Regions from separate parts of the Urocitellus parryii genome. Here region 2 is linked to region 1. A link is a contact called in public Hi-C data. All regions are on one chromosome and are shown on one strand. Each heading gives the region's core, a stretch centred on a gene start, on an enhancer-like site or on the middle of the called end of the contact. The rest is flanking DNA. Distances are from core to core; before and after follow the strand shown.

The links. Hi-C and Micro-C count contacts between places; a contact is called where the count stands out from the background.
Region 2: a contact with region 1 is called in a Hi-C map of muscle, with 4 times the contacts expected there. The contact joins the promoter of Pcf11 here to the promoter of Prcp in region 1. A contact is called at or near these places in 2 of 2 Hi-C or Micro-C datasets (liver and muscle).

Annotation. Positions count from the first base shown.
Region 1 is chr4:72,958,966-72,964,027 of mUroPar1.hap1, reverse strand. It overlaps Prcp (prolylcarboxypeptidase), which reads left to right and starts at 3,410. Exons shown (of 9, transcript XM_077797646.1): 1 at 3,410-3,513. The coding sequence starts at 3,508.
Region 2 is chr4:73,166,725-73,171,224 of mUroPar1.hap1, reverse strand. It overlaps Pcf11 (PCF11 cleavage and polyadenylation factor subunit), which reads right to left and starts at 2,443. Exons shown (of 16, transcript XM_026384655.2): 1 at 1,955-2,443. The coding sequence starts at 2,146.

The DNA.
Region 1 (5,062 bases), core at 2,161-4,660:
TCACAGTCAGCAAACCATTGTCCAATTTAGTAAGCTCAATATATTTACTTATCAGTTATTTGTTGTGCAGCTGGTAAATGCCAACTGTTAATAGCATTAGTGAGGGACAAACAGACAGCTTTCCTAGTTGCTAGTTAGTTATAGTCTAGGACAAGAGACAAACAGCTTTACAGTGTGCACAGTGCTTTTATCTCATTATTTGATCTAATCAGAGAATTTAAGTAGCTGATTAAAGATCGGGATGCAGGTGGAATCAGGTCTGGAATTCACAACTCTGACAATTAATGCAGCAGCAGTCTTTCTAGTTCACTGTACTGTGTGCTCAAGCATCACACTTAACTATTTGTTTTAAGGCTGCCCCAAAGATAAAGTTATCCCTTTAGAAAACTAGTTCCCAGTTCTAATGACACAAAGACTAATTTTTCTTCCCTTCATTTCTCCCCAAATAGCTGGAAAGGGGTGTGGCTTAGTGTAGATCATTTGCCTAGAGTGCCTGATGCCCTAGGTTTGATCCATAGTACTAAAAAACAAAACAAACCAAAAAACATAATAAATCAGAAACTGTTCATGCTTTGCAAGAAAACCTTTGTCACCTTCTTCCTCTCAGATTTCCCCTTTTACAAGTCAAGATGCCTCATTATGGGAAGGGTGGCTACTTAGAATATTTTTCTTGACACTATCTAATGATCTTTTTCAAGGGCATATACTATGTTTTAATTTTTAAAAGAAGTCATAACAATTCTCTAAGAAATATTTTATGGACATTAACATGAAGATTCTAGAAAGGGAAGACAGGAGATCAACAATAAAATACACAAAAAGAAACAAAACCTCCAGTGAAAGGTAAAATATTTTTAAAAACACTAACCAGGAAAATCTTAAGAAGTACAACATAGTGTGTCCATTCATTCCACCATTTATAACTTTTATAACAGGGATGGAGAGGGGACAGAGTTGGAGACAGAAAACACAAGCTCTTTTGTTCAAGGAATTTAAAATCTATTTGCTCAATGGATAACTATCAATGAAATGATACAAAGGTAAAAACAATATATGCAAATTTCGGACTTCCATACTGCAACTGCTTACCTGAGAGCCAACTGTGTTTGGATATCTCACAGACATCTCAAAGTTTAATAGGTAACAACTGAATTTTTAATTTTCTTCTCAAACCTCTTTCCATGAAATTTTCTCAATCTCAGTAAATGGTAGTACTTTCTAACAAGCCAGTAAGGCCAGATAGCTAGGAGTAATCTTTCATTCTTTTCCTCATGTGCCAAATCAAACCATCAGTAGTCTTAGAGTCTATTTCCATATTAGAAATCATCATTCACTTCCACCATGTATTCTGCCACCACCTTAATCCAAACCACCATCATCTCCTGCTTATGATGCTGCATTAGTCATCTAACTGCATTATCTGCTTTCTACCCAATCTTCCAGACTCATCTTATTCAAGAGTCCTTCCTGAATAAGTTCCAGCAACACAGATCTTTTCTTAGGTTCCTGAACACAAAAATATCAAGGTTTTTTTTTTTTTTTTGCCACAGGTATGTTGTGTATCTTATTCATTTCATTTGTAATCTTCCTCTCTTTCAAGGCTAGATAATTCTCATCTTTAAGGTCTCCACCGAAATATCAACTCCTTAGAAAGGACTTCCCAGACCATTTTAAAACCCATAGTTCCCCTGTTATTTCCTTTCTTAAATCCATGGATAAAAGATATATTTAATTGGGAAGGAATCCATCCTGTTCACCATTGTAACCCAATATCTAGCAGTTCTTGGCACAGAGGGAGATAGATAAAACTATCTTCAGCATGAGAAAATAATGACTGGGCACTCTGTGATCCAGTTTTGCAGAGTTAGGAAAGCCTGCCTGCCTTAAAAAAAAAAAAAAAAAAAGGCCTTGCAAACTGAGAAATAAGGAATGAGTAAGAACATGCCAGTTGGGGATGGGTTTAGGTTTGGAAATAAGAGGGAGGCCTGTGCCTCTGATGAACATATGACACTCCAGGATTAGGGAGTAGCTCAGTGATAGCACTTGCCTAGGCTGGATGAAGCCTTGGGCTTGATATCCAACAACAGTGAAAATAAATAAATAAAAGCATTTTGTATGGCTGGTGCCTAGAGCCAGAGTTGGAAAATCTCTGGGGCTGGAGAGGGAGACAAGGATAAGACAAGAAGGGGCTTGTAATCTATGTTAAGGAACACAAAAACATCAAAGAGTTTGATACTTAAGGAGTTTGGATTTAAAACTGCAGGCAAATAGGAGCGGCAGAAAGGTTTTAAATGGTCAAACTTGCAGCTCTCCTGCTCCTGGCTTTCCTGGCACGCGGGATCTCTGTAGCCCTCTGGCGGGTATTAAGGTCTGGCAATGTGGAGACTGGATTAAAAGGTACCAAGACTGAACGCAAAAGAAATACTTGGGAGATTACTGTTACAACTACATAGCATAGGGGTCAACCCAAATACCAGTGAATGTGGAGAAAAGTACAGAGATTTGAGATATTCGTGAAGCTGTTATTATTGGCTGGATGTGAGAGATAAGGAAGAAATCTAGAAAACTCCTAAAAAGCCTAGACTTTGTCTCGGTTATCTCCAGTTTGAGCTCACCCTGTGTCTAGTTCGACAGCCCAGTGTTCTCAACAAACGTTCACATAGTGATCCCAACGGCACGGTCTAAAGTCACTGACCCTTTTACTCTTGTACTGTCAAAGCTTCGCTTTACAGACAGGACTCCAGAAAAACAAACAACAAAGAATGCCTCCGGGTCTCATCGACGATGACTCTAAGAGTCTCGGGAGACCTCGGAGTGCTTCCCCAAGAACCTCTTTTCTAGCTCCTCACCTAAGTCAAGACTGGGAGACAGCCAGGGCGACGCCGAAAGGCCGCAGTCCAGATAGACCCAGCAACTCGCCAAACACCTTCTACTCGAATCTCCCGCGTTCCCTTCCGCCGGAAGTGACGTTTGAGCAGTGGTTCCTCAGAGCCAATCAGAAAAGGCTCCGCCGAGGGTCACGATTAACCGCGAAATCCTGGGGGCATTTGGAAGCGACCATTTTTTGTCAAACTGGGGTAGAGACAAGGTTTGAAGAATGCTCTACCCCGACTGGTGAAGTAGTAGTACAGCCTGCAAAATTAGCTTCCGGGGAGACTGAACTAGCTTGTCGTAGGGACTCCGGAAAGGGGAGGGAGTGGGTGGGAGAGCCCTAGGACTGGGGTCTGGCCCGGTGAGGAAGAGGGAATTGAAGCGGACTGGATGGGGTTGGCGCTGCCGGGAAGACAGGAGGGGGCGCTGTTCGGAAGCGTAGCAGGACCTCAGACGGAGGAAGGGAGGCGACAGCGGCGGGAGGCGCAGCCTGGAGTGGGTTTCTTGGAGCTGAGAGAAGAAAGGGGGCGTAACCAACAAGGAGGGACCGAAACCTGGCTCGCTAAGGCATGGGGTTGCGGACAATACGGAGGTTTGGGGAGACCCTAGAACAGAGGGTCCCGTTAGGCGGGCATAATGAAGGTGAGATGCTAAGAGCGCAGTCTTTGGAGGACTGAGCGGTCCGAAGCAGTGCTTTACTTCCTACTACCTGAGTGACCCAGTTTCTTCATCTATGAGTGGGAATAAGAGTCGTACACTAGACAAGGAATTGCTGTGGTGGTTGAGTTAGATGCGTGCCATCATGTCTAGTGATATACTGGCATGCAGTGAGCCGTCCCTAAGTTGTTATGGTAGCTATCTTTAACATTAGTGGGATTTGCGGAGGAGGACAGGGAGTGTTGCATTGGGACTAAGGTGGCCGGGGCAGGGTTTGGCGGTGACAATAAAGGCAGAGGTTACAGCGTGACCTGGAGAAGAGGTGGGCTTGGGGGGCACTGCAGATTGGGATGGGGTACAGACCCTGGCCTGATAAGGGCCGACTGGTGGTGTGACCTCAGTGAAGGTAGGCTCCAAGGAGAGGATGGCACGAGAGGGAAGTGGGGTGGAGGCGGCGCCCTCGGGGACAAGTGGTGGCGAGGCTGAGAAGCTGGCAGGCTTTAGGTTTCCCGGGGGAGGAGCCGGTCTGCAGCGGGCGGAGCTGAGGGCTGGGGCCGGGCTTAGGCTAAGCGCGGCTGCCCGTGTCCCTCTCGCCTTCACACCCGCGCTGCTGCCGCCAACCTGAGCCATGGGTTACCCAGCCCTCCTGCTCTCGCTCCTGGTTTTCTTGGCACCCGGGACCTGTATAGACCCCCGGCGGGTACTAAGGACCCTCAGCAGCCTGCACTTGCCAACCAACCCCGCATCCCGGTCCTCTGTAGCCAAGAATTACTCAGTTTTTTATTTCCAACAGAAGGTAAGGGGGTGGGAGGGGGCGGGGAAGCTTCGAGTTCCCGAGTCCCAACCGCTGGGACCTCGGTCCTGTGGAGTCCGGGCATTGGAGCTCACTCTGAACTTCAGACTCCCTGATACCTAGGACTGTCCAGTCTTTGGTTTACACATTCCAGAGGATGGCCTCAAGTCCCCCAATTTAAAAATTCTCCTCCCACTACCAATAATTTAATACCATTCCTGGCATCCTTATTTTTCTGTCTTTGAAACAACGGAAACTTATTCTCTCACAGTCTGAAGTCCAAGTGCACCATCCTTTTCATTCAGTCTCTCTATAATTGGCCACAGCAGTCACTTAAATTCCCCTAGCTCTTAGAGAGTTCCTCAATCTAAACTCCTTTGACTTCTAAATTCAAATTATTGAATGCCAACCCTGGTCCTTAGTCTTTGGTGACTGTCATCTTTTGCCCCAAGGCAGTCCCTAAATACAAGTTCTAATGTCTGTACCTATTAGATAATATAGAATATTAATGCAATCTAAAATGATAGCTTGTCATTTCAGGATCATCTCAAAGATGATTTTGTGGGCCTTTCATTAAGAGTTTTTGGCTGTCCCTGTTCCCTATCAGACTGAACACATGGCTTGTGCCTGTAAAAGAAGTTATAGGCATATGGCAGGATTTGAGGTGGGTGTTGGGGTCACTGAATCTGATCTGTGACTTGAGTTTACAGTTCTAAGACAGGATTTATGAGTGCTTTTATG
Region 2 (4,500 bases), core at 1,194-3,693, 210 kb before region 1:
GTGTAGCGAATACACTAATACAAGTTTTATGTGGTCACTACATTCAGCATTTAGTTTTCAGCTCTCGAAGTTCTTCTGGATCCATTAAAAACAGCAAGGAAACTGTTCTTTTGAGTGACAGCCTAAGCTGCTAAATATTAGGTGCTGTGAAATATTAATGCCCCAAATACGAGGTAATTAGCTTTAAAAAAATTGTACTTTCTGAAAAATGAGTAGTGCTTTTTTTAAAGTCATAAGTTTAAGCCTTCAAAAGGGCAAAAACTAACTTTTTATGTCCAAAATGTTCGTGGTAACAATAAAAAGGATGTTGAATATAGGAAGGAAGTTTTCCCTCTAAATCTCACCTTTAAAAAAAATGGAACAATAGCTGTCTCAGACATTCACAGAAAAGGTGAATGAAAACTTGTATTTTCACTGTCAAAGTGAACAGAATAAACTTGTTGAGTCCTTAAAAAGTAAAAAAAAAAAAAAAAAAAAAAAAAAAAACTTGCTTTTTTCCCACTTCAAATTAAGATTATGAAAGGACCGCCTGAAACCGTGTATCTTGTGAACAGATTTACCCAAAAGAGTGGATGGAACCTAAAGAAGAATGAACCCAAGTCACTTAAAGACTTTTGTTTAAAACACACAACCACATAGATAAAAATAAGTCTTGGAAACAAATTCTACACCTTACAAAGGTAAATAAAAAAGACAAATACATATTTTATATGTTTTATTCACAAATTTTATAATACCAGTCACACATTTCAAAACCATTTATTAGTCAGACCACTCAGTTTTACACTAGACAGAAACCGTCTCTAAACAATATATTGGTGGTTGTTGTTAAAGTGGCCTTTTAAAAGGGGTTCACTCTGCTAAAAGGAGGCTCATCCTGGATCATTGCAAACACTAACAACTAGAAAAAGCTAAACCGTAGATACAAGCTTGAAAAATAACTTAAAAAGTAGTACTGGGAAGCTATTAAAACTCATAATTAACTAAGTTTAACAGTAACTTAAATGACATATCGCTCCCACATGAATCCACAGAAGAGGAAGACTACAGGGAAATATAAGGTGGCAGAGGACCACTTCTGTCAAGGGGTAAAGAAAAGCACGCCTTCATTATCAGTGAAGGGAGAAAAAAAGAGAAAAGGAAGAGGAGGAGGGACTGAACTTTTCAGAAAAACTACAAGTGCCTGTACCCACTGGGCCAGTTCTCCACCTACAGGTTGGATAAGATCTCTCCCCCCCTCCACCCAAACCCCACCCTCAGCCCAATTTCCCATATTTGGGGGTAAATTAGACCCTCCGATAAGAGAATAAAAGTTTGATCTAGCCGCCCCCACCCCAAAATGGGGCTGACGGGTGTGAGCAGCTGCCTGGCTGGCAGGGAATGGATTCTCCTCTCTCTCTTCCCTTTCGCATCATGTGCTTTTCAGGCGCCATGTTGGGCTCCTAACAGGCCGCTGCTCCACTCGGGGCCAATGCCCTATACCCACCCACCAACAGCTCGCTCCCAGGTCCCCCTTCACCTCCTTCCAACCCACAGAGCACAATTACCCAAAAGGGTACTGGGGGAAAACGGGAGAGCCACTCCCCACCTTCCCAGGGGCTTAGAATCATTTGCTTTAACTCTTAGTTCCCCAAACCACAAACTGCCTTTAAAGTCTCCCCCACCCGAAAGGGCTCTATTCACAGCGTGTGCGTGTCGGGGTATACAATGCGGTGGCCTAAACGGGAGCTGGTAAGCGGAAACGGGACTCCACCCTTACCCTCCCCACTCCCTCCCCTCCAGAGGCCCACGCTCGAAGCCTGGGCCAAGGACCGAGCCTGAGTTGGGAATGGGGGGGGGGGGGTTGGAGAGGAGGAACACCGTCCCCCTTTGGATGGAAGCGAGACCTGGGATGAGGCTGACACTAAAATCAGGGAGTATTAGAAGAATAGGAGGCTGCGGGGTGTATAAAAACCTTGGCGGTTTGGGCCTCGATGAGAGAGACGATCTCCTTGGCGAAGGGCAGGTTCTCCTCGGCTAGAATGGTCAGCATATTGATGTGCGGTTTGCTATTGAAGGTCAGGTCTTCGAGCGATGACTGATAATCCCGACAGGCGTCCTCCCGGGCCCCCGCAGCACCGGCCTCGGCCGGCGTCTGCTCTGACATTGCGCCGCGGCCCCCCTCCGAGGTCCGCCGCAGCTGAAGCTGAAGCCGCTCTCGATACCCCGCCTCCCTTCCGACTCCTCTTCCTCTCCCCGGGTCTCTCGCGGCTCCGGCTTCAACACATGCTGACCGCGGAGGGGGGTTGGGGGACGACACAGGGGAAACCTCGGGTATGAAACGCCGCCGTCTCACGGGTGATCTCCGTCCACTTCCAGCCGCCACAGAAGCTTCTTTCTCCACAGACACAAAATGGCGGCGGCAGTGGCGGCTCCAGCTCCGAAAATGTCTCTGTTCCCAACCGCTGCGTCGTGCGAAATGAACTAGGGGAGGGGAAATGTGCGGTAAAAGGGCGGGGCCGTTGATAAAACCAAAAGTGATTGGCTCGCCCGGAAACGTCACAAGCCCCGCCCCCGTCTCTTCCGCAGGACGTTCTGGCACCGCCTTCTTCTCCGGCTCTGGTCGGGGCTTTCGCAACACCTACTGCTCAGAGGTGCGGTGGAAAAGACCGCGCTTCTCATTGGCTGATTCATAAGGGACTGTTCGGTCATTTGTAACCATAACAACCCATTCCGAGAAGCCAATAGGGCTGGGGAAGGCAGTTCCGGAGGACCAACCCAACCAGTTTAAGATGAAAGCTCAGCCGTCGCTTTTCCGTCCCTCCCTGCGGTCCCGCAGCCACTGAGAGGCTCAGTCAATCATCCTCCCTCCCGCCTGTCCAGACAGCCCCGGCCCGGGGAGACGCTGGGGGAGCTAAGCCCTTGGGCCTTCACACCCGCTCGTCTCCTTCGTCTCAGGTGCTCCGAGTGCCTGGGCGGGTCCTGCCGGGCCTTCTGTCCCAGCGCGAACTAAGAAGGGGGAGGGCCAGTTTACCCCGGAACCAAGGGAAGACTCACTAGAGAGCCCATAGCTTCCCACACTCACGAAAACACCTACGTCTGCATGCTGGAGATAAATCCCCAGGAAAAAAAATGCCTTAATTTAGAGATTGCGTGTGAAAGCATTTTCCCTAGAGGTTTGGAGATTGTTAGAGAGCCCACTCAGATCTCTAGGAACCGTATCACAACAGCCACACCCAACCCGGAGCCTAATAACTGTACTGCTGAATCTTCTACACTGAAAAATAGCCTTATTTGGTGCACATAGAAAAATGTGTATACATTGCGCCAGTACATATTCAACTTCCGAGAATCTTTTCTCTGTTTTCTAAAATCTATTTGAAGAGTAGGATTCAATCGTGTTTTCAAAACACACAAAGCATTCAAATGGTTCTACGGTGGAGCTGCGGCATAAAACCATAAGCTAAATGTAGTTTTTTTCAATAAACATATTAGCCTAAATATAGGCTAAAAAGATTATTACATAAATTAATAATAACCATTGCCCTTGTAGTACTACGCACTGTGGAGATACTTTGTTGTAACCCAGAAGAAACTTGATCTTTATTTGTCCCTAAAAAGTAGCATTTTTCATTTCTTTCCCTTTTTTGGCAGCATTATTGAGATACGACTGATATATACAAAACAGCACATAATTAAAGTATACAACCAGGTTAAGTTTTTTTTTTTTTTTTGAAGTATTGTGAAAAATGTATTTTCCAGGTTAAGTTTTAACTTTTGTTTTCCATTTTGTTGTTTTGTTTTGTTGGTACTGGGGATTAAGCCCAGGGGAGCTTTACCGCTGAACTAAATCCCCAGTCAGTCCTTTTTGCCTTTTATTTTGAGTTAGGGTCTCACTAACTTGCTGAGACTGGCCTGGAACTTCACAATCCTCCTGCCTCAGTGGTTGGAATAACGTGCACCAACCTGCAGCCTTTCATTTGTTTCTAGTATGATATTATATGAGTGAGAAGTAAAACCTGGGGAGGAGAGCTTGTCTTCCATTAGAAGCTAAGAAATATTGCTGAATGTTTATTTATTATCTCAATAATTGCATCCTGTGTTAGTATTGATATGTAGTTTAATGAACATTGTTAAAATTAAATAAATTTTGAAGTTTCTATATTTCAGGAGGAAAACAGCCTGAGTAAAATAGTTTGATAGCTTTCCTTGCAATGTCAAATGCAAATTAGTCACTAAACTTTTAAAATCTTCCTTTCATTTTTTATACCCTTTTAACATCAAATGAACTTCTAAAAAATTAAACATTTTTGAAGCTCCGATTTGGTTTCTGTTGTATCCCTCTCATGTTATACACAGAGTAAGCAATTAATATATCTTCATATATAAATTGTCAAACCTATATACCCACAAAGCATATGGAAAACTTCAAGTGACTAGCAATCATATTGTTTGTTATACTGCCACAGCAATGTTTTTTCTTTAATTATGAAGAACAACACAAATCTACAAATGAATGCA